2 separate regions of the Pelodiscus sinensis genome follow, and region 2 is linked to region 1. The links are chromatin contacts, called in public Hi-C maps. All regions are on one chromosome and are shown on one strand. Each heading gives the region's core, a stretch centred on a gene start, on an enhancer-like site or on the middle of the called end of the contact. The rest is flanking DNA. Distances are from core to core; before and after follow the strand shown.

The links. A called contact is a pair of places that touch in the nucleus more often than the background predicts.
Region 2: a contact with region 1 is called in a Hi-C map of blood, with 4 times the contacts expected there. The contact joins the promoter of PPIB here to the promoter of PCLAF in region 1. A contact is called at or near these places in 2 of 5 Hi-C or Micro-C datasets (blood and an unstated tissue).

What each region holds. Positions count from the first base shown.
Region 1 is chr14:36,573,109-36,577,692 of ASM4963464v1, reverse strand. It overlaps PCLAF (PCNA clamp associated factor), which reads right to left and starts at 2,072. Exons shown (of 4, transcript XM_075897489.1): 1 at 1,913-2,072; 2 at 1,759-1,836; 3 at 943-1,111. The coding sequence starts at 1,961.
Region 2 is chr14:36,757,284-36,761,867 of ASM4963464v1, reverse strand. PPIB (peptidylprolyl isomerase B) reads right to left here and starts at 2,027. Exons shown (of 5, transcript XM_075897487.1): 1 at 1,838-2,027. The coding sequence starts at 1,996. LOC142818347 (a long non-coding RNA gene) reads left to right here and starts at 2,415. Exons shown (of 2, transcript XR_012895814.1): 1 at 2,415-2,810.

The DNA.
Region 1 (4,584 bases), core at 823-3,322:
GCCCCTGTTCGTGGGGGGCCGGGCTGCCCCCTCTCCCCAGCAGCCAGCTGCAGAGTAGAGATGTGAAAGTGTAACCATTTACACAGTTAACTGATGAACCTGGGCTCACTGGTTAATATACAAGGTTACAAACAGCCTCCCCCCTAAACACATGCATAAACTGCCTCCTCTGTATCAGCATTTAAATGATGGGGAAAGAGCAGGGGAGCCAATTCTTAAGTCTAATATCTCTACTGTATTTTGTAGAAATTTGTGGAGGTGTTCAACTATACCACAACACCAAACCTACATCAGTAATATGTCATGTTTGCTTCTTTCACAGCCATCCTCAGGCTATTTCCTGTTCTGTCCCCTATGCAGTGACATGTTTAATGCATTCCCATCTCCAAAGCCAAGGCTACTAAAGAAGTCACTCAAGAAAGAGACTATTTTACCTAGGGAAAATAGTTGATGTAGAAGAACCATCACCTTCTTGCTTTCAAAATAAACCATTCTGCAATTTGTTTTGAGCCAAAGAGCAACAATCTAAGCCTTTAACAGAGTTAGATATTAAAGCCATTGAGGCACTCTCTAGTCTTTTGACTGATTAGGTATACAGGAGTAACAGACTGGCTCACTTCAGTGATCTTTGCCTGTAACAAATGGTCATTAAACAGAAGAGTGCCCCAGAACTGCAGGCTGCATCAGGCAATATATTGAGAAGATATCTATCTTACGATAGCCTCTGTGTTTCTTCTAACAGAAAAGAGAACTTTTGCATTTCTTTCTGAATTAGAGGTTTGTTTCTTCTGGAAAGTGTCACACAGGCACAGAGATGAGGTAGAGTGTGGGGAGAAGTCATGCCAATCTTTAATGCCATAGTATTCAGTTGAGAACTAAAATTAAGAGATATTATTTGATTTTATAATTTCTTCTCCATAACCAACAAAAATGGATGCTTACTTCTTAGTTAGTCTTCCTATTCCGCTGCTTCCTGCCTCTTCATCATCAGGCATCTGGTTCTCTTTCTCTGACTCTCTTGAGGACTGCCTGAAGAATTCACCAATGCCTTTTTGCCAAGTGGGTGTTGGTCTCACACACACAGGATTTCCACCAGCATATTTGCTTTCAACTACAAAATAAATTAGTTTATCAAGCTAGCCGTGTAGCCACAGTCTCAGCTACCCTTGATAGGTCTCCTACCTCAGTGAGAAACCAAAATACATAGCTCATCACTAGCAAATACCGCAACACCTTACTTACTGCAGTGGTTTTCAAACTATGGGTGGAGGAATGTCAGGCACTGAGTCTTGCTCCAGGGTGATCAGGTGACCAGTGGGGGTGCTAAGTCAGGCTACCTGCCTGCCCCCGCATCAGACTACGCTGTGCCCCGACAGCAGCCGCCAACAGACCTGCTCCAAGTTGGGGGGTGAGATTGCACACAAGGCTCAGTGCACTGCCCCGGCCCCCAGACCTGCCACACTCCCAACTAGCTAGAAACCCGCTGCTGGCTGCTTCGGGGGGCAGCATGGTCCGCGGTGCCGGCACGGGCAGGAAACCGCCTCAGCGCCCCCGCCTGCACTGGGAGCCCCCCGCCGCGAGCCCCTCCTAGCCCCCCGCCAACAGCCCAAAGCTCCTCCTCGGCCCACGTTGGTCCGCTGGCCGCAGCAAGCCCGGTCTCGAGCGGGGTCAGCAGGGGAGCGCTGAGCCGCAGCTCCGGGCCAGCCTGGCCGCCCCGCCGCTCCTCCCGGCCGGGGAGCGAGCCCGCCCCGCGCTCACCTTTCTTGGCGGGCGGCGAAGGGCCCGCGTTGGCGCTGCTGGAGCCCAGCGCTTTCCGGGGAGCCCGGGCGGCGACCACTGCAAGGGGAGGAAGCGGTTAGTGCCGGCGAGAGCCCCGACCCCCCCGGCGCCCCCCGCCCGCGCGCGCGCGCACCTTTCCGGTAGGCCCCGCCGGCCCCGCCGTCCGCCTTGGTGCGCACCATGCCCGGAGCTCGGCCCGCGCGCTGCCTGCCGCGCCCAGAGCGGGAAAGAGCCCGCGCTCGCGCCCCCTCCGCCACCACACAGCTTTTCCCGCGCGCGCTCCGCGGCGTGCTCCGATTGGCCGGGAGGCGGGGCCCGAGCCGACCACTCCGCGGTTTGCACGGCAGGCGTGGGCGGGGACTCGCCCTGGCCCCGCCTCCTCATCCCTGCTGAAGCGGGAGCAGCCGCGGCTGGGACAAGCTGACAGCTCGCCCGGCCCCTCCCCGGCTCCGCGGAGCTCGCGCCTGCTGCGCGCCCAGCTGCTGGTGTGCGCCCACTGCTGGCGGCTGCATGGGGGGGTCTCTAGCGCCAGGGGTGCTGGAACAAGCTACGCAGTGGGGGTGATGAGAACCACTGACCGAAGTGTTGATCTTGCTTCTGATGGAACCAATTCAAGCCCCCGCTGTCTAGAGGCTGTCCACTAGACCCCATGGGGGGCTTTGACCAGAATATCTATTGCACAACAGTTTCCCCCACGGACATCCCATTCCAGAATAAAGTCATTCTGTGCCAGTCATTCGTATTGCCAAGCAGGAAGTCCGCACAGGGAGCCGTCGGGGAACAGCTGTTACCAAACAGCTTATTCTACAATAGCTATGCTAGTCAATCTCCCCATATGGACAAGCCCTAGCAGAAAGGCAGCCTGTGCAAAGGCAACCTTCTGGAGATAAATCAATCGAGTGGTGCCCGGTTGAATCTTGTAAACTGACTTAAATAATAGCATTAGCGAAGTGTGGTGGAGGATCTGCTGCTGCCCTGTAATAACTTAATAATGCACATTAGTCTAATTATGGGGATATTTACTCTAAGTATATTGGGTTAGCTCAACAGAGGGCTGTCTGAGGATTTTTGCTACATGGCTAGTTTTCACTAGGATGGATGGATGCCCACCAACTACAAGAGAACAAAGAACTGAAGCTGGGCTTAAAGAGGAACGCTATGAGGAGGTGAAGCAAAATGCAGGACAATGTAGCACTTTAAAGACTAACAAGATGGTTTATTAGATGATGAGCTTTCGTGGGCCAGACCCACTTGAGACAATGGGATGGGGGAAGAGGAACCTATCAGGCTAGACACTCCATGGAAGCTGCAGGGGTTGTCTGGAGAAGATAGGTCTCCTCCCTAGGTCATTGTGCACAGCTGGTAGAGCTTCAGTAAGATGTACATAGGTGGAGATTTTAAAGCAATAAAAAAAACATTTTCTGTGCTGTTTCCTGTTGCTAAACAAATACTACGTGTGGTTTAAACAAAGCAGCCTTGTGTTTTGTCACAGTCTACCACATAAGGGAAGAAGTCAGTTGGATTTGCCGAGTTATAGTTAGTACACAGGGTGCTGCAGTCCAGATCCTGGTCTAAAATTGCGAAATTCTCCTCCAGGAGAGGTGAAGGCATTGGGCCTGGCCCAGTAGGGATGCACTTGCAGAGAGCTTAGGGGAGGCAGAGATGCAGCTATCTCTGTAACCTTTATAGGTGTGAACTGCCAGTACCAGCCTCTTTTCAGTGGGGTGGGGAGCTAAGATAGGTTAGACTCCTCATCATGAGCCCCCTCCCCCCCGCCCCCCCGCAATATGGTCCCATCTCTCTGGCCTTCCTCAAGTAAGTGCCAGCCCCCAGCCAAGTCCAAAGCCAGTGCAGGGCAGCTGCTCTGCAGGCTGTTGCCATGGTGCAAGAAGCTGCAGGACTCCCCCATCTCCTCCTCCTGCTGCCACGGTTCAGGGCGATGCCCTTTGACTGCCCACAGCTCAAAAGAGCTGCCCAGGCAGAGGGGTTTGGGCTTCAGAGCCAGGAAAGCCCTTGGGCAACAGGAGCCTGGGCTGGAGCAGGTCACTCTGGGCAACAGTGGGGAGCCCAGTGCTTTCCTCCACCTGCCCTGAGCAGCATGCCCTGGTGGGAAGGACATGGGACTGGGGTTGCTTTTGGGCACGCCAGGCCCCTGCCTGGGCTTATTTCTATACTGCTGGTGGTGGAGCTGCCTTCAGAGCGGGGCAGCTGCTGGCCAGGCAACCTGTTCCAGAGGCACTGATGCTGCCAGCATCAGCAGTCTCAGCCTTAAGTTTGATTTTTTGCACTAAGAGGGGGCCTCCAGGGGGTTGGGCTAAGACAAATTGTGTAGTGACAATGGCCCCCACAAACCTCTTCCCCAACCAGCATCACTCCTGGGGCCATTTAAATCACTGTCTACATTCCAGAATAAGTGCTATCATTCCACTAGAAAATCATGTTTTAGCCTGGATATCTATGGTCTTGTCTGCAGCAAGGATGCCATTCTCCAATGCATGGGGAGAGGCAAAGGTGGCCTTCATGCCTCCACATACTCTCCAAATTCCTAGGAGATTATCAGTTTCCAACTGATGCTCTGTTGCAAGAGCCCAACTGCCAATAATAGCTGGGGCATGCGGCCAGGTGGGCAAAGTGATCTAGTCATGACCTCTCTTTCTTGACATGTCCTTTTGCAAGGTCTGCAGATAGGAGCATAGCTTCAGTCCAACAGCTCTATGCTGCCTGAAGAACCCAGTTACGCAGGGATAGTCTGCAGAATAGCAATTCCACTTTTAGACTTTTTGTGGTAATTGCCCACTGGTGTAC
Region 2 (4,584 bases), core at 778-3,277, 180 kb before region 1:
CAGGGCAATTACCGCAGCCTCTTCCCCTGGGGCTGCGTGACTGACCTGCACCAGCTGGCCCCAAGAGGCCACTGAGCCAGTGGGCAGGCAGTGGGGCAGCAGCAGCCTGCCCGGCCCAAGAGCCTGGCTTTGGGGGAGTCTCCATCCTCACTCCCCCGCCCGGGCTCAGCCCTTCCCCTGGACCCCCCAGCTGCTGCCATCAGGCCAGGGCTCCACTGACCGCCTTCCCCCGCCCCCAGGGAGTGTGGCCCCATGGGGTGAGGGGAGCAGGGGAACCCGGGGCCAGGTGTTCCAGCGGAGAGAGGGGCGGCAGAACAAGGAGGGGGGAGCGGGTCGGGCAGGGGAAGCAGGAGGATCACAGCGGGGAGGGGGGGGCGCAAATCAGGTGGGGGATCCGGGGGGGGGGAGCAGCAGGATCCAATGGGAGCAAGTTGGGCAGATGGGGGGGGGGGGGGGTAGCGACCAGATCTCGGTCGGGAGGAGGGTTGATCGGGAGGATACTGTCGGGGGGGGGGGGGGGCAAGCGGATGCCGGGGGCAGGACAGATCGCGGGGGGAGCGGCCGGCAGGAGGATGCCGGGGGGGGGGGCAGATCGCGGTAGGGGGGTCGGGGGGGGCAGATCACGAGGGAGGGGCCGGCAGGAGGATGCCGGGGGGGGGGGCAGATCGCGAGGGAGGGTCGGGAGGATGCGGTGGGGGGGGGCAGATCGCGAGGGAGGGTCGGGAGGATGCCGGGGGGGGGCAGATCGCGGTGGGGGGGGGCAGATCGCGAGGGAGGGCCGGAAGGATGCCGGGGGCGGGGCAGATCGCGGTGGGGGGGGCAGATCGCGAGGGAGGGCCGGGAGGATGCCGGGGGGGGCAGATCACGGTGGGGGGCCCGAGGGGGCAGATCGCGAGGGAGGGTCGGGAGGATGCCGGGGGGGGCAGATCGCGGTGGGGGGGCCGAGGGGCAGATCGCGAGGGGGGGGCGGGAGGATGCCGGGGGGGGGCAGATCGCGGTGGGGGGGGCGGGAAGGCAGATCGCGAGGGGGGGCGGGAGGATGCCGGGGGGGGCGGGGAGGCAGATCGCGAGGGGGGGCGGGAGGACGCCGGGGGGGGGCAGATCGCGGTGGGGGGGGGGCAGATCGCGAGGGGGGGGCGGGAGGATGCCGGGGGGGGCAGATCGCGAGGGGGGGCGGGAGGATGCCGGGGGGGGCAGATCGCGGGGGGGGGGCAGATCGCGAGGGGGGGCGGGAGGATGCCGGGGGGGCAGATCGCGGTGGGGGGGCCGAGGGGGCAGATCGCGAGGGGGGGCGGGAGGATGCTGGGGGGGGCAGATCGCGGTGGGGGGGCCGAAGGGGCAGATCACGAGGGGGGGCGGGAGGATGCCGGGGGGGGGCAGATCGCGGTGGGGGGGGCAGATCGCGAGGGAGGGTCGGGAGGATGCCGGGGGGGGGGCAGATCGCGGTGGGGGGGGGCAGATCGCGAGGGGGGGGGCGGGAGGATGCCGGGGGGGGGGCAGATCGCGGTGGGGGGGGCAGATCGCGAGGGGGGGCGGGAGGATGCCGGGGGGGGCAGATCGCGGTGGGGGGGCCGAAGGGGCAGATCGCGGGGGGGGGGGCAGATCGCGGTGGGGGGGGCGGGAGGATGCCGGGGGGGGCAGATCGCGGTGGGGGGGGGCAGATCGCGGGGGGGGGGGCGGGAGGATGCCGGGGGGGGCAGATCGCGGGGGGGGGGCAGATCGCGGGGGGGGGGGGGGAGGATGCCGGGGGGGGCAGATCGCGGTGGGGGGGGGCAGATCGCGAGGGGGGGGGGCGGGAGGATGCCGGGGGGGGCAGATCGCGGTGGGGGGGGCCCACCTTGACGGTGACCTTGGGCCCCTTCTTGCGCTCGTCGGCGCGCGAGGCCGCCGGCAGCAGCAGCAGCAGCAGCGACCCGCCCAGCAGCGCCGCGGCCACCAGCAGCTTCATCCTCCTGCGCTCGCAGCCCGGCCACAGCGCCCGCCGCGCCGCCAGCATCCGGGCCCCGCTCCGCCCCGCGCCCCCCGCCAGTGGTACGGCCCGAGCCGCGCCCCCGCCGCCGCCCACCGAGCGGGGGAGGAGGGGGCGGAGCCGCGAGCCGCGCTGGCGCGTTCCATCGCGAGCGGAGGGGGGGCCCGGAGCCGGCTCCAGAGCCTGCCACGTTTCCAGCTGCTCATTGGGCCGCCTCCTGGCCAACGGGAAGTGGGCACGAGGGGTGGGAGCCTCGGCGCCCGCCGATTGGCCCGAGCGCCGGGACCAGACTACACCTCCCGGCGGGGGAGCGCGCGCCCGAGCCCGCCCGCGGGGCGGAGCAGCCAATAGCCGCGCGGAGAGCGCCGGAAGGCCCCGCCCCCGCTCCGCGAAGGGCCCAAACCAGGTGGGGGAAGGGGCGTGGCCCCGGCTGAGGCGAGTGGGAAAACCAGCGACGTGCTGCTTGGCCACGCGCTCGTCAGAGCGCGATACGGCTCCGCCCCCGGCTCCGCCCATAGCAGGGAGCCAGCGCGGGCACTGCGGCCTCGCGCTCCCCCAAGCATGGAACGCCAGCGCCGGCTTCCTCAGGGCGGGGGCGGGGGGAGGAAGCCCCTCCCCTCCCCTCCCCTCCCCTCCCGCGCTGGGAGCCAGCGGAAGCGAAGACTGGCTCCGTGCGCTGCCTTTTTTCTTCCCCGGGACACACTTCCGGGAAGGTTCCAGATGGAGCAGCGGGAGTCCATGTTACAGCGTGGAAGTAACACTCCTCCCCCCCCAACCCTGAGCCCCTGCCCTGGGTGCCTCCTAGGGCTGCCAGGTGTCCAGTATTCGCCCGGACAGTCCGGTACGTGCAGGCTCCGCCCGGTAAAACCCCCAGGAAATGCTGGACAGTGGAATGTTCGGTATTTCCTGTTTCCACCGGACGGAAGCCCGGCAACGACAATTTTCCCTGCCCTGTCTGGCGGGAGTGCGGCAGAGTCTAGTGAAGGGGGAGCAGGGGGGGACACTTGCCGGGCACCGGGCTGGGCTGGGGGGAGGAGCGCACACTGCTCTGGCCCACGTGACCAGCAGAGACCTGGCCCCGTGATGCCTCCCTCATCACCAGATGTGGCCAACTCACAGCTCACGTGTGGCTCTTCCCCCCCCAAGTGCATCTCATGAAGCTCCTCCTGCACACGCATTCCCCCCCCCCCCCCCCCCCCCGCCAATGGCTCCCGGTGCTTACCGGTTGGAGCTGGAGGGTTTTAAAAATGGTGCCCAAGATGGTGGCCATTCTGGGGCATCTTTTTTTCTGCTTGACAACTTCTCCCCCTTTTTTCCCCTTTGACGGAATTTTTCCCTTTTTGGGGGGGGGTTTGGGGTTTTTTTAAACTATCTGGTAATCCTACTTATACCCCCACATCTCCAGCCATAACACTCCTGCACCCCAACCCTGAGCCCATCATCCACCTGACCCTCCCCCCCCCCCCATGCACCTCATATCCCCACATCTGAGTACCCAGCCATAACACTCCTGCACCACCCACACACCTCAGCCCTGTGTCCTGAGCCCATCATACACCTGAGCGGCCCTGGTCTGAGCCCATCATACTCTCACATCCTCAGGCCCCTGCCATAATACTCCTGCTTCCCCCCCACACCTCAACGTTGAGGCCCTTACCCCAATCCAGAATCCTGCACCCTCACATCCCCAGGCCCCTGCTATAAGGTTGACAGAAGACAGCCTGAATGCCTGCATGAAGCTAGATATGACCAGTTATGTAAACTTCAAAGAAATGTGTGAAAAGATGCAGCAGCAGGAGTCCCATTAGATAAAGTCTGGGAGTACAATGATTCATTTATGCTATGATTAATCATGTCAGTTATCAATAATATTAAGTTGTATATTTTCAGTCATGTAAATGGGCATTCTTATATAGCTTTGTTGACCACTTGTTCTGAATTTTGATGTAGTTTGGCTTAGGAATGTAATAGTATAGTCGATTAACCGATAAGCAAAAGTGTATAAGTTAATGCTATAGACTACACACATTTCCCTCCCCCCAGCAGTAATTTTTTTAGCAGATTGGCTAGCAGTCTGGCTCAGTCCTTGCTCACGCTGGATCCGGGACCTACCTCTGCATTTCAAGTGTATTAAGAGCCAGGTGGGCAGGCAGCCCAGCTCAGTTCTGGCTTGTGCTGGGTCCGGGAGCTCAGATCCTCCCAGACAGGGACTGCTGCCACCCCACGCTGCTGCCTCTCTCAGAAACAGCAGCACAGGGCAACAGGCAGCCAGTCCATGAAGGGAGCTGGTTTTTAAACTGGCTCCCCTCGCGGAGCAGCTCCCACCTAGCACCCCGCACTGTTGACTCTAATACAGTGGCTGCAGACCCCACCCCTGGGGAATACAGAATAGTCAACTAACCAATAAAATTTCATGAGGTTACTTGACTATTCAATTAACTGATATTTAATATCCCTAGTTCGGCTCTTTGGTTTGAAAAGGTTGCCCACCCCGATTTAGATCATCCCTGATAGGTATCTGTTCAACCTGCTCTTAAAAAAAATCATCTCATTTTTTAGAAAAAAAACTTTCATTCTGGGGGGTTAAACTCCAACCTAAACCTTCCATGGTGCAA